Linked DNA regions of Gossypium hirsutum: region 2 is linked to region 1. The links are chromatin contacts, called in public Hi-C maps. All regions are on one chromosome and are shown on one strand. The core of a region is the stretch at or near the end of the contact, and the rest is flanking DNA. Distances in the headings are between cores, read along the strand shown.

What was found. Hi-C and Micro-C count contacts between places; a contact is called where the count stands out from the background.
Region 2: a Hi-C map of leaf shows a contact between it and region 1, with 2.5 times the contacts expected there. The contact joins the promoter of LOC107962970 here to the promoter of LOC107926904 in region 1. A contact is called at or near these places in 2 of 34 Hi-C or Micro-C datasets (both in leaf).

Annotation. Positions count from the first base shown.
Region 1 is chrA08:118,072,618-118,075,317 of Gossypium_hirsutum_v2.1, reverse strand. LOC107926904 reads left to right here and starts at 1,294. Exons shown (of 3, transcript XM_016857851.2): 1 at 1,294-1,745. The coding sequence starts at 1,585. LOC107926910 (a long non-coding RNA gene) reads right to left here and starts at 605. Exons shown (of 5, transcript XR_001692340.2): 1 at 449-605; 2 at 267-292; 3 at 107-177.
Region 2 is chrA08:118,292,813-118,295,512 of Gossypium_hirsutum_v2.1, reverse strand. It overlaps LOC107962970 (FT-interacting protein 3), which reads left to right and starts at 1,403. Exons shown (of 2, transcript XM_041074909.1): 1 at 1,403-1,871.

The sequences.
Region 1 (2,700 bases), core at 45-2,544:
CGAAATTGAATATAAATTGTCCAAAAAAAGGTTCAAAACAAAAACAAATTTAAATAATAAACTAAAATGAACTAATAATCAATCAAAAAGAACAAGAAAAGTAAACCTGCTAAAGCTAAGCTAGCGACTCTTTCACAGTTCTTCATTGTCGTCCTTTATTGCTAATAATCATTTTATCTAAAACAAAAATCGATCAAAATAATTAGTAGATAAGAAAACAAAACCGAGATTTAAATGATTTTTCAAATAAAATTAAGAATTAGAACCTTTGGTTTAATTTTCCTCTCTTGCTCTTTCCAACAGTCGATGGAATTTTATAGATCAAGCAAAAGAAAAGGAAGAGAGGAAAAGAAAAACTCTATTGAGAAAAGAAAAAGAATACAGAAAAAGAGTGCAAAAAAATTGGAAGAGAGGAAAATGGAAGGAACGGAGGAAGAAAATGTTTTACCTAACGTTGCGATGAAGGTGACTGTCTTTTAAGGTGAGACAGTGGGAGAGGGCAAAGTAGGGAGCGTTTTTGTGGTGATAGTCTCCTTAAGCACCGATTCAGTAATCAGTGGTGAGGAAACATAATAGAAATTAGGCAATTTCATTGCATAGGCCCGTAATGGAATAAGCTCGTAATAAGGCATCCCCTTGAACCAAACAGTTGTTTATGGTAGGCCCACGGAATAGAGTTGTAATAGCTAGACACCTTTACATTGAACCAAACATGGCCCTAGTGTTAGTTCATAATTCCATAGCTTATCTAAGGATGTTATATAATTGTAATAAAAATAACTTGATTCAGGGTCCGACTTGAAAAACCCATAATTTAAGTAGCCCCAAACACTCTATTTGGGGTAGACATGCAAGTAGAAGAGTCCATGATGTTAGAGTTGTGTGACACAAATTCCTGTTAAAGAAATAATACAGTGGTAAAACTAGGAGATCTGTGGTGGGCTTAAGGCCGTAGCATAATAGTTCCTCGCACTGAGGGTGCACCATGGTACGGACCAGGCTACACAAGTAGAATCCATCTAGAATTACTCTTCTTTTATTTGACATTGATTGCACAAGTAGAATCAATATAGAACTACGCTTCTTCTATTTGATATTGATTAGAATAAGGTTTTTCAACCTTTAAATAGATATAGTCGAAACTCCTCTTACATTATTCAATTTTCAACATTAGTGAATTTTTTTCTCTTCTGCCCGTTATTTTTTCCCGAAAGGATTTTCATATAAAATCTAACATTATGTTTGGTTGAGTGTAATAGAAATAGATTACAGCCCAATTCAATGAGCCCACCACCAAACCAATGTTTGGTTGGCTGTAATGTCATTACAGCCTTATTCAATTCAGCCTCTATTCCCACTAAACACACTGAATAGCATTCGGCGCCTTACCCACAGAATAGCCATTCAGAGTGTCTCAGTTTCAATTTTACCCTTCTCCCTTCCTCACGTCTGAAGCCTCTTCTCTTTTCGTTCTTTTTCCCATTTCCTTCCAGCCTTCTTAACCATATTCATCCCTAAAGTTTTAACCTTTTAGGAATTTGAATTAGGGTTTTGATATTTCCCAAAATTATCTGAAAAAGGAAAATGAATTTGGGGGATTTGCACAAGGTCTGGGAAATCAAAGCATTGAAGAGGAAACCTGGAGAAGAAGAAGCCAAAAAAAAAATCTTAAAGAAAATAGCCAAACAAGTTCAACCCATTATGTGTAAGCATAAATGGAGGGTCAAGCTCCTCTCAAAATTCTGGTATCTTTATCAATTTTATTCATTTTTGTATCTTTTATTCTGTTAGAGAAAATGATTTTTTTCTTCAATTGTGCTGAATTCTTTTTCTTCAATTATGATTGATGGAAGAATGGGTATTTACGGTTATACTACTGAAATTCAAGCGCTTTTCTTTTATGGCATTGAGATGTGTTTTATCAATGCTGAAGCATGATGCCGAAGGAAAATAATGCATTGAAAGAATTGTGAAGTGTTTGCATGCTTTGAGTTATCATACTAGGAGTTACTTTGGCTTGACTTTCAAAAATTATACTGAATTTAGTTTTGATTTTTTTTTCATATTGATAGTCCGAATAATCCAGCTTTGTTTGGACTAAATGTGGGAGCTGGCATCCACATAAAGTTAAGGTTATGAAGACCGAATCGGGATTGGGATTTTCATCCCTTCGATCAAGTTCTTGATACAATGCTTCACGAGCTTTGCCATAATGCTCATGGTCCTCATAATGCTAGTTTTTACAAGCTCTAGGATGAGCTTAGAAAGGTCCATTTCCATTCTTTTAGATAGTCCCTAATCATCATTTTCCAGTGCCAAATGCTGTTTTATGGATGGTTCATGTCTATATTACTAATTTTCCTGTTAAGACTTGTTTAAGATCGTGCTATTGTGTTAGAACCATATAAGCCTATCAAATGAAAGATTCTGGCGTGTGAGGATCAAATCATTAAGAAAGCATTATTAAGTGTGACTGAAGGTTCTCAGGATGTGCCTATATATGGATTCACGATTAAACATTATCTATGTGGAAAAGGGAGAGCTTATGTTAGTTGAATAATTTGATTATTGGTTACAATATATTTGAGCCCTATGTTAGTTTTAATCCATTTGGGATGGATGTCTTACTTGGAAAATTGGACTGATCTTTGCTCAATCAGTGTTCCTTCTGTATGTTTCCTTATTGTTGTCTATTTACTT
Region 2 (2,700 bases), core at 154-2,653, 220 kb before region 1:
TTATGTCATGTTTTTATATTTTTATAGTTGATGGTTATAATTAGTGATAGCATTTTTTTAAAATGCTAAATTGCTTTTTGTAAATATAAATTTTATACTTAATTATATTTTTATTTTCGAAAGTAATATGTTTGATATTTTGACTTAATTTAAATAAATAATAATTAAAACTCTTATCAAATGCTTAATTAATACAAGTTCAAACATAACATTTTATCTCCTGTCGAATAATATATAAAATATGTTTGATATTCTATAAATAATAAAAGATATAATCTACCTAAAATTTTCTACAAAAGAGATGAAAGCACTTCCATTTGCCGGCCAACAATTAGCATTAGGTGAGTATACTAAAAACAAGAAGCCAATTTAATGTTTAAATTTTTTAAAGGAAAATTTATTAATTTATTCCAAAAATAAGATGATGTAATTTGTGGAAAAAATAAATAATTACTCGTAAAAAATAGATTTTGTTAACACAATAAATGTTTCAACCTTAGTATTAATAAAATATTATGTCATGTTAACGATTGATTTTATCATAACTCAAGCACGACGTATCTGGAGTGATTGTAAGTACTTAATACGATAAGAAAATCAGTCTTGAATCATTTAAAGCGATGGACAAAAATCGATAAAAGAATTGATCATTCATAAAATTGACTAAGACGGTGACAAAACCATCTCTAAAATCATTTAAAAAAGCAAGACAAAAAAAGTATTAAAAGAACAAACAAACACTTCTAAAAGTAAATATTTATTAAACAATATAAAACAACAAAAAAATATAAAATTTAAAACAACACAGGTCTAAATTGACTCGTGAAATAATTTATTATTCTATAATACTCTTAAAATAGAAACAGATTAAGAAGCCGACGAAGAGTCACTCATTTTCTGAGATTTTCTACGAGAAATTATTTTTAACCGGTTGAGTTTCAACAACAATATACATTATCCTCTATTCATACAACAAAAATTCCTAAAAAATAGATTCACAAATTAAAAAGAAAAAAAAGCCCATAAAATATATTTATAAAAGATTTATATTAAAACCAAGCCACATGCAGATAAATTAAAAAGCTTAAAATTTTATATCTGGAGATTATATATTATTGTATTATTTCATTAAAAAAATAAAAAAATAAAAAAATAAAAAAAACTTTTGTATTAATATTTATTACTTAATAAAAGTAAATATGTTTTAATAAATTTTCAATTGCGATATATTTAATTGACAATATAAAATTTAGTTTATTAAAATAAATATTTGTAAATTTTAAAAAAATATTGGGCACGAAAAGAAATCCTCCAAATATAGTACAGCCAGTGGTAAAGATCTGGTTGGTATCACTACCACAAGATATAAGATGTACCCAACGAAGAACGCAGGCCTTACGAAAATCTTATCGTAAAAAAGAAAATATAAAAATTTCTAATTAAAATGTTAGAAGTTTCGATAAAGTTAAAAATTTTGGTATTAATATAATGTTAGAAGTTTTGATATGTTTTATTTTTTCGTGCGTATGATCAGTCCCAATTGAAAATCTTAAAAAGAGTCAAAAACGACGAATCAGAATCGAAAACGACGTCTACTTGCTCTTTTTTTTTCTTCTTGTTCTTTATCAAATGGCTGCATTGTTGTTTTCTTCTTCCTGTATCACTCTGTCCTCGATTACCGTGCATTGCCTTTAACCTGCAATAAGGCAATTACTCATTAACTCCTCTCTTTTACTTTTCTCAGAAACTTTAATGCGTTGCAAATGCCAAGTTAATTTTATGTAGACGGATCGAGGGAGCGAGCTTGCCATTTCTTTCTGAAACGTTTCAAGTTTTAAGACGTCTCACTTTCAGCTCGCATTTCAGAGCAGGTGAATTTCAAATTTGTTTTTATCATTAGTTTTGATTTTCTTTTGGTGAATGGCGGCATTTCAATGAGAAGCTCGAGAGAACTAATATTGGCCTTACCTTCATTTTCTTCAGTTTTTTTTTTCTAATCTGTTGCGCGCATTTAGTGGTGAATTTATTTCTTAATGTTAAATAGAATTTTTCATGTAACTATCGTTACTTTAACCTCTGTTTGGCTGCCGAGAAAACTGAGGGAATTAATTAGCAATTTTACATTGTTCTTTTTTCTGTGTGCACTGAGTTATTTATTTGGAGATTAAGCGGTTAAAGCTTTTCTTTGTTCTTTTATTACTTTACAAGCAATATTCTTTTGTTTACTCTTTTTGTTGTTGAGGATGAAGACAGTTGTTGAGATTCTATAGTTTAATGGCGTATAATCTGGGCAAAAACTCATGTGTTGTAAGCGTGGTGTAAGGATCTTTAGCTTAAACAGTGCAGAATGATCATGTGCAAAGTGCAAAGTAATCGCGTCATTTTCTTTTAAAATAATATAATTCATGTTTTAGATTTTCCCTTACGAGGGAGCTTCGCTCATGCACTTTTGTTTTCTTTAAAAAAAAAAAAAGAGCACCGACTTTTTTGTTTCTTTACTTCTTTTTAGAAGTCAAATTAATATTTTAAACTTGATATTTTTGGTTAGCAATCTGAAAATGTTTTTTATTAATAATTAATTCATGAACATGGAAGTAGATACGAAAACACCAACTTCTTTTTCCCTCAAAGTGTTTGGAATTCTTGCATTGCTATTATAAAGTCGCCATTTTCCGAGGCTTCATTTATTTTTTGCAGAAA